Linked DNA regions of Zea mays: region 2 is linked to region 1. The links are chromatin contacts, called in public Hi-C maps. All regions are on one chromosome and are shown on one strand. The core of a region is the stretch at or near the end of the contact, and the rest is flanking DNA. Distances in the headings are between cores, read along the strand shown.

What was found. Hi-C and Micro-C count contacts between places; a contact is called where the count stands out from the background.
Region 2: a Hi-C map of leaf shows a contact between it and region 1, with 5 times the contacts expected there. The contact joins the enhancer-like site here to the promoter of LOC100217243 in region 1. A contact is called at or near these places in 5 of 25 Hi-C or Micro-C datasets (ear, endosperm, leaf and 1 more) and 1 of 3 datasets of contacts at active chromatin or transcription factors (leaf).

Annotation. Positions count from the first base shown.
Region 1 is chr9:97,888,808-97,893,448 of Zm-B73-REFERENCE-NAM-5.0, reverse strand. It overlaps LOC100217243 (putative protein kinase superfamily protein), which reads left to right and starts at 2,838. Exons shown (of 10, transcript NM_001143598.1): 1 at 2,838-3,174; 2 at 3,799-3,951; 3 at 4,041-4,288; 4 at 4,376-4,508; 5 at 4,606-4,641. The coding sequence starts at 4,058.
Region 2 is chr9:97,930,408-97,935,048 of Zm-B73-REFERENCE-NAM-5.0, reverse strand. No RefSeq gene overlaps it. Among protein-coding and RNA genes, the nearest start is that of LOC100217243, 42 kb to the right of the region's middle. Within about 2 kb of position 2,753, at least 20 of the 20 cell types and tissues checked have an H3K27ac peak or open chromatin away from gene starts, as enhancers often do. A contact at or near this core is called in ear, endosperm, leaf and 1 more, where this site is marked.

The sequences.
Region 1 (4,641 bases), core at 1,589-4,088:
TCTTTGCCGAGTGCCCGCGATCTGGCACTCGGCAAAGATTTTTTTATTTTTAAAATAAGCTTTGCCGAGTGCCAGATCGACGACACTCGGCAAAGGATCCTTTGCCGAGTGTCGGCCAGGGGACACTCGGCAAAGATTACTTCACACTTCTTTGCCGAGTGCCTACCTGGGCGGCACTCGGCAAAACATATTTTGCCGAGTGTCACCATCTGACACTCGACAAAGTACATTTGTATTTTTTTTGGTTTTGGCCACCAAACTTTTTGTGGTTTGTTCCTACACTATGTAGACCTACATGTACCATTTGGGGACAATTATAACTGTGTTTGCAATATCTAGTAGATTTAGTTCGTTTATTTAAATTTTTTCGCAAAATTCAGATTTGAACTGTAGGTCACTCGAAACTTGGAAAACCGTACATGCAAAAATGATATTCATGTTACTTACCATAAGTTATGACCGATTCTAGGAGCGTACCGGAAACTTCGAGCAACATGCTCACTAAACATGGTCGTGAACTTGCCATCCACATATTTAAAAATTGTATAAAACACAAACAAATTCAGAAAATAATGAAACTTGTCCACGTGTCATGATATCATATGTACATGCTGTGATAAAAATTGTAGAATGTTTGGAGAAAGTTGTGAGACACAATGTGTAGAAACCTAAGAGAACTACACATGAAATCATAGTAACACTCGGCAAAGAGTCTTTTGCCGAGTGCCCAATATGTGACACTCGGCAAAGAAGCCTCTTTGCCGAGTGCCAGCAGTTGGCTCTCGGCAAATACTGACGGCCACAGCTTTGGGACGGCCGCTGACGGCCCTTTGCCGAGTGTTTGACACTCGGCAAACTTGTCTTTGCCGAGAGCCCCCTGTGCCGAGTGTTCAGCACTCGGTAAAGGGGCTCTTTGCCGAGAGCCTAACTTTACCGAGTGCGACACTCGGCAAAGAATACAACACTCGGCAAAACCTGCGATTCCGGTAGTGAAAATAACACTGAAATTCTTGTCCATCGAGTTTTTTTTTTCTAAACCAACAGTAGCAGGGAAGCTGCAGACGCGAGGTGACGACGGAGGACGCGACATTCCAGAATCCAAGTACGGCGAGGGGGCGGCTATTCGCCGAGCTGACCTCGCCTAGCTGCCTTGCCGCGCCACCAGACCAAAAGTACCATCACCACTAGGCACTATAGCCAGGACAGACAGGGAAGGCGGAGAGAGGATCGTATCAACTACATCAGCGAGGAGGAAGCAGCAGGCACACACAGAGGGCGAGAGAAGGACGACGGGCGGCCCAGAGGCCCACCGCGTGGTGCGTGCGCTGCACAGTGCAGTGGTTCCGTCGGCCTTGATGGCGGTGGACGGTGGTGGTGGGTATCCGCCGGTGGGCCTCGGCTCGCCGGAGAGGCAGAACTGATGCGCATTGATTTCCCCGGCCCGGGGGAGGTGGCGGGCGGATGGACGTGCGGAAATAATGCCGGCAGGACGAGCCATTGAAAGCTGCAAAACCGCTGCTGCTGCTCGGGCCAGCAGGTCAGTCAAGCTGATAGCAGCAGTAAAAAAAAAAAACACAAGTGAGGTGAAGGTGACCACCCACCCTGGGCTGGGCCTAGGAGTGGGAGCTCGCAAATGCTTGCACAATCGTGGATGGTCACCAGTCACGTGAGAGAGCTTGGGAGACCCAGACGAAGGGGCCTGCCGCAGTCGTACGCACGCGCTCACTCGGCTGTGAGCTGATGACAGGTCCAAAGGAATCTCAAAGGAGGCGCGGGAGATGCGATGCGAGGCGCAGAAATGGCAATTGGCCGAGCAAGAAGCCGCCAAGATAGACGTACATGTACCGCTACCAAACAACCGAGGCCTCGGAAAAAGCTGTACAAACACATCACCGTACGAACGACCCCGTCTCGCACTCGCAGTCTCATATGATCATATCATCTTCACTCCCGATCCGTCCTTTTCCTTAGACCGCCGCACATGGCCACTCTCACTGCAAAGCGGCCCCCACACCCCCGCTCTGAAAATTTTTATTTTTTCAGTGGGGTTGCAAGAGCCGCTTTCCCAATGAATGATTAAGAAAAAAAATATACCTAATGAGTTATTTAAAAAATGAGTAGTGACAAAGATAAAAAAATATAGGTGAGAAATAAATTTGAACGGACACACCAGCGACATAAACAAAAAAACCAAATAAAAATGCAAACTGTGGGGTTTGAACCCACAACCACAAGGTTAGAAGCCTTATGCTCCACCAAGTGGGCTAGCTGGGCTTTGTGCTCATGTCTGCAACAAATATGTTAATAACACAACCGAGCTCGGCGCCAAGATCTGTGGCGCCGAGCTCGGTGCCACGTCGACGCCACGCGTCTGGGTTGTGCCAACGCAACACGACCTCGGCGCCATAGCCTATGGCGCCGAGCTGTGTTACTTCGGCGCCATAGGCTATGGCGCCGAGCAAAGGGTCCAAAAATGACATTAAAATTTTTTAAGATCTAAACGTGAATTTTTTTCCGAAAAATAGCTAAAATACAAAAAATTCGGGCTACCAAACAACCGAGGCCACGGAAAAAGCTGTACAAACACACCACCGTACGAACGACCCCCTCGCACTCGCAGTCTCATATGATCATATCATCTTCACTCCCGATCCGTCCTTTTCCTTAGACCGCCGCACATGGCCACTCTCACTGCCAAGCGACCCCCGCTCTGCCAGCGTCTCCCTCCCCGTCTCCACCCCCCACCCCCCCAGAATAAAATGCCGAGCAGCTCAACTCAACTGTTCTGCGCACACAGCGTTGCCAACTTGCCATACCCATACCAGAGTGCTCGCAATCACAAGAGAAAAAAAGAAACTTATAAGGAGAGAGAGGAGCTTAGCGCTGTCTCTCTCTCGCTCGTGCGTGCGTGCCCAATTGCAGGAAAGCCACAAAGTCTCGTGTTCCTGGGGGCAGGGATCTCCTCTCCTCTCCTCTGGCTCTTTAACCGGAGAGGCGAGGAGTAGTACGGAGCAGCATGAGGCTGCTGTCACCTCCATTGCCGTCCCTGCGCTCTTCCGTCCCGGCCGTCCTCCTCCACCTCCTCCTCCTGCTGCTGCTGCTGTCCTCATGCCCCTCCCCGGCAAACGGAAGGGCCGCGCCGTCGTCTCCGGGCGCTACGGCGCCTGTCACCAGGCACGTTCGCGCCGCCGGCGCCAATGGCACCGCCCCCGTCGCTCCGGCGGTGCCGGCGCCGCCTCCTGTCGGTAGGTTGCCGGCCGGTTGCCAGGGATCAGATGGAGCAAGCGTTTCTGGTTATTTCTGGTTTTGTTTCTGCGGTTTCTTGTTTCGTTTTTTTGGGAGTGGGGATCTCTTTTTCCCCCCTCCTTAATGAAAACTTGCAGACTGTTTCTCGAGCAGCTGCAGTGGAAGAAGCTGTTGTTTCTACTGAAAATGGCCAAAAAGAGCAGCGGTTTTATCCAGACCTCCTTTTCTTTCGCAATTTGCTCACCGGATAAATGTTCTTTTCATGGAAAAAGGTTGCGATTTCGTTCAAGTTAGAGAGAGAGGACCGTTGCGGAAAATTAGCTGCGTTTAATGATCATCAAGTTACTCCATTTTTCTTCCGACTGACGGTTTTTAGTTGAAACATAGTTTGGTAACTCCATTTTTCTAAAGAATTCACTTTTTTTCAAGGGAAAAAGTGAGACCGTTTCAAAAACCTGATCTTTTCCACGCCCAAAAGCAGCAACTGTGGACTGTGGAGTCAGCTGGTGTTCCTGAACTGTCTCCTGACCTGCATGTTTTCTGTGTCTGCAGTGATCATCGTGGAGCGCCACCGTCATTTCCACCGTGAGCTAGTCATCGCCTCCATCCTCGCCTCAATCGCCATCGTCGCGATTATCCTCTCCACGCTCTACGCGTGGATCCTGTGGCGGCGGTCCCGCCGGCTGCCCCGCGGCAAGAGCGCAGGTCTTGGCTCACTTTTCTGGGCTGCGGCGGGCAGGCTGGCTCTTAGATTCCTGAACTGCTCACGGACCGCTCGCCTCTACATTGCGCAGACACCGCGAGGGGGATCATGCTGGCGCCGATCCTGAGCAAGTTCAACTCGCTCAAGACGAGCAGGAAGGGGCTCGTGGCGATGATCGAGTACCCGTCGCTGGAGGCGGCGACGGGGGAGTTCAGTGAGAGCAACGTGCTCGGCGTAGGCGGCTTCGGTTGCGTCTACAAGGCAGTCTTCGATGGCGGCGTTACCGCGGCGGTCAAGAGGCTGGAGGGAGGTGGCCCTGAGTGCGAGAAGGAATTCGAGGTGTCAATACTTGCCCGTTGGCCATTGGTAACTGGCGAAGGGGTTATTTGTTCTTGTCCTGACTGCTTCGGTTGCGGTTGCTGGCAGAATGAGCTGGATCTGCTTGGCAGGATTCGGCACCCCAACATCGTGTCCCTGCTGGGCTTTTGTGTTCACGAGGGGAATCACTACATTGTTTATGAGCTCATGGAGAAGGGATCCCTGGACACACAGCTGCATGGTACAGTGTCTCCTATGATTTCTCTTTGTTGCTTATGGACGCAGCTCTTTCTTGAGATCTTCGTACTGGGAACCTTTTCATGTGTGGTTATCTTCAGGGGCCTCACATGGATCAGCGCTGACCTGGCATATCC
Region 2 (4,641 bases), core at 1,504-4,003, 42 kb before region 1:
TGGATCCGCGTGGGGAGGACCGCGTTGATTGCGGCGGCGGTGGGGAGAAGGGTGGGAGATCCGCGGGCGTTGATTGCCGGCGGCGCGGTGTGCTGGCGCTGATGGCGGGGCGGGTTTGGAGCAGCGCGTGCGGGAGGACGATCGCGGCGGCAGAACAGTGATGCTGTGGACGCCTACAATACATTCATATAGAGTATATATATATATATATATATTGGAATCAATTTGTTCACCTCTAAATTACCATGGTTTCCAACAAAATACACCGTTAGTACTATTTTTATATAAATTTAGTTGATATAAACAATTTGTTCATCTCTAAATTGACATGGTTTCCAACAAAATACACGTTAGTACTATTCTTTATATAAATTTAGTTAATATAAATTAATTTGAGAATCATACTGTTGTAGGGTCGGAAGTAGAGAATGAAATGGATAAAAAGAACAGAGACGACACACATATATGAGAATCGGTTGACCCACTCTCACACCCACATCGCTTGGTCTGCTCGGAGAAGAAGAGCTGGCGAGGTAGCGGCGTCCGTGCATTATTATTTTTGTTTTCTCGGTTTGCACTCCTCCAACCTGCCGCTGCCCTTCCTGTGCACTTGGGACACGCAGACGCAGTCACGCAGGTAGGCAGCGCACATCACCGAACAGCGGACACCTGCACCCCCTCGAGACCGCACGCTCGAGAGCACCGCGTGGCCAGCGACAGCGACGGTAGAAACGATAGCACCGAGCTTCCCTGACTGAGAGGAACATGAAATTAAGCGAGAACTACTTCAGTGGTATGCTTGCTTGCTCCGTTCCAATATAAATTTTTTAAGTAAAAGTATATTAAGTTTAAACAACTTTATATAATATTTATAATATCAAATAAGTATTACTAGATTTTTATTTATTAAAGTGTTCTGATTCTTTAATAAAATCAGAATATCTTATAATTGAGAACGGATAGAGTACAGTTGATGACAGACGTCACCGTTGGTACGTACAAATCCTCTCGCCGAAAGAGCAAACCAAAAAAAAAACGGAGGCATCGACGATGGCTGACCTGACCCAGAAACGGCCAACGAGATCCAAGGCGTTTCCGGCCAAGCAGGCCATCCAGGATCCGAAGACCACAGCACTGGTCGCTGTCGTTTTCATTCGGTTGTCAACTTGTTGCAGTACTAAACGAGTGGTGTAGTGGATGTGGACCAAGAAAGTTCTTGCCGCAGCAGGAAATTCGACGTATAGTATGGTTCAAAAAAAAAAAGAGTAAGATATAATCAAGTCAGGTAGTTAGACAGCCTGTCCTAGTTTTGATTTTGATCTAACGGTCTATAAACTTTTGTTTCTTTTAGATGCTCTATTTATTCTTGGGTCTTATATGATCATAAAATTTAACGTTGGATTTTTTTTCCCTCTTTGTCATGATCAATCTCGTATTTTTTTAAATCCCGGTATATATAAATATGAAAATGGTTTGACGTGAATTTTAAACTAGAATAACTTTTAAAATGAGTTGGGATTAATGAACGAGCATTCCTTATGTAATTTAGTTTAGATTTGACGCCAGACTACTCTAACACATACGAAATAAGAAGGAAAAAAAAAGTAGATCCAGTACAAGCTACTCCGTGTACCGTTACACTGAAAGTAAAATGTGAGGGGAAAAAAACTCATGCATGGTGCACGTTGGTCATATGGTCCCATGAATCTCCGCTGGTTCGACGTTGACGCCGTGTCACCTGACCAAGCGGTGCTGTGCGCCAACATCTCAACGCGTTCGCAGTTCGCAGTTGACGCAAAAAGTCGCTGTGCTCATTAGCAACTAACGGCGGACAGTCAAACACGCCAGCGCATCTCTACTACCAGGGCAACACCTGTCAAAAAGCACTGCTCTCACGTCTCACCTGCATGCCGATAGCGGGGCTAAGCTAGCTAGGCGTCTGTCTAAAACATTTTAGTTGAGGCCCATGGATACCCGAGCCTACGGACAGGGCTGCCATTCCTTTTCTCGGCCCATTAACTTCTTTCTTGTTGACCAAGCGCAGGGATTTTCAAGTCTGGGGCTTAATGTGTGACAGGCGGGGGAAGATGTGTGTTTTAGAAACTTCGGCATGGTGTTTCTTTTTTTTTTCTTCCTTCTTAAGGGTTAGTTTGAAAACTTAAATTCCCTTTGGAATTGAATAAGATTAGAGAGAAAATTAGTTTATTTCCATCTCAATCTTCTTCAATTCCGAGGGGGATTTGAGGTTCACAGAGTAACTAAAAAACAGTTTTGCACGTCTCTATTTTCTAAAACAAATATAATAACCAGAGGTCCGTTCAATGAGAGACTTAATGATGTTTTTTTGTTGATAGCTTTTCCAAAGAAGAAAAGTCATATATTAGCCTCATAGAACATATATTTTTAATCTGTTTATTAGGTACGCCATTGTAAAGCTCCAACCGCGGTTGCTTCGGAATAAAGAAACCCGGCCGGGCCGGCCGTGATCGTCCATTACTCCCGTCGCGAGTTTTCCAGCGAGGGAGACATGACATTTCGTTTGCAAACTACCCCACGATCATTGCTGGGGATCACGCGAAATAAAAAAGAAATCTCGATGGGCCACGTGTGTGTGTAATACATGTAGTTGCGACCAATAATCATCATCATCACGGAATCATGGCGGCGCGCCCAGGTGGGGTGGGGTGGGGCGGCCAGGCCAGTCCAACTCGGTCGTTGCCACTTTTGCCATTCCCCGCGCGTGTTGCTACTCCCGCCCGCTCGTGTGACCGTGACCGTGACCGCGCCCGCGACTTGGTGCCGTATGCCGCCCGTAGCCGCCCCGTAGGCGCGCGCGCATTTGAGGCGTCGGCGCGGCAGCTGGAGGAGGTAAGATCTGCCGGGGTCCTCTGGGCTCTCTGGCTGGCCTGATCGTCACGGGATCTATGCCCAGCTCCTCTCAAGCGTCCCATCCAGTTGCGCTTGTACCGAGCGTCGTTGGTTGGTTGGAAGCCAGAAACCGCGCGCGGCCGTACCACGCAGAATCTTGGTAGCCTAGCCTTTGAGTAGTAATACTAGCAGCTAGCAAAGGATAGAGTCCCAAAAAATAAAACACAACAGAGTGAAAAATCCTAACAAGCGTTATCATGTCGCGCGTACCCCGAAAATTGAGCACAAGCGCGTTCATGGTTTATCTTAGCTTCTAGATATGCAAACAAGCCTGTGTGTATAAAAAAACACACAAGAAAAACCATAAGCGCGTCTTAGTTTTCAAAGAGTGGTCCATATATAACGATAAGTGATGACATGGAATCACACACATCATGGCAATACAAGTCCATGGTCGTTTCGAACACAAACAGGCGGCGCTACATTAGGCCCCATCACTATGGAAGTCTGATGAAGCAAACAAATAAAACACTACAACGGTATGGTGAAGCCAACGTTGGCTACACACCAAAGCTTCCAAAGTTTTAGTAACAAGATGGCTATAGTGCTCACTTAAAACCCTCCCACTTGTACTAATTAAATGTTGATTCGAACGCAACGGTAGTGATTAGGATAGCCATGCAATAATATATCATGAGCACAGCAGTCGACTATTGTCTTGCTACCGCTTTATCAAACTAGTTAACAATTTATGAGCCTTAGGGCCTGTTTGTTTTATATTATAATCCCTCCAGATTGTATAATCCAACGTAAATAATTTAGCAAATAAACAAACACCTAGATTATAGGTTCGGATTACATAATCTAAAGCCTAGATTATGATAATCTCATAGTCTCCTTAAGAGTAGCTTATTTGATATTATTTTTGGCAAAAGACCCACTACTCATGGTTATGTAAATAGAAATTACAGCATATGTCATCCTTCTTTCCTCACCTCAAATAAACAAACAAGGGTACTATTGTATTTGTGAATAATCTACATTTGTATAATCTAGAGTACCAAACAGCTACATGTGGATTATATAATTTAGATTATAATCCAGATTATATAATCTATAAGTTGAAACAAACAGATCCTTACTATAGTTTCCAACAACTTCTTCACCAAAAAAATTGCCAATATAACAAGCACGTAGCATGGACATCATAAGACATGGGTCAAGAATAACAACAACAACAACCATGAGGCTGCAGATATCGGTCTAGAACTTTTCAATCATGCACGACAACATACATTTTTCTAGTAGTTTCATCTTCATCATTACCCGAATAGTTGATTTTAAGTCTAATTTCACATACTTTAGGGAAGAAAAGTACTACCTCGGCCCTGGAGGGTGACACTTCTCGATCGATGGAGCGTCGGACTCACCCGCGAAGAAGGGAATAGACACTCGGGTAAGAGGAAGCCTTATCTCAGCCCCTGACCAACATGGCACGACGTCCTCCCGACTTGCGGCTCGTCGGTCGACCCAACTGTGGAGTCCATTCGAGGAAGGAACCGGAGGGCCAAGGGCTCAGGAGTGACCACGAACGGACGTCCGCTTAAATTTATAAAGAGGCAAAACCGTCCGATCCCACCCCTAGTAAAAAGCGGGCTACGTTGAAGGCGGTCAAGATTCGAGGGCACGAATACCATGACCACTCTAAGGACAGCAGAATAAACAACGCCCCGGTCCGAAATAAACCCCTAGGGGGAGAAACTCTCCCCTTGG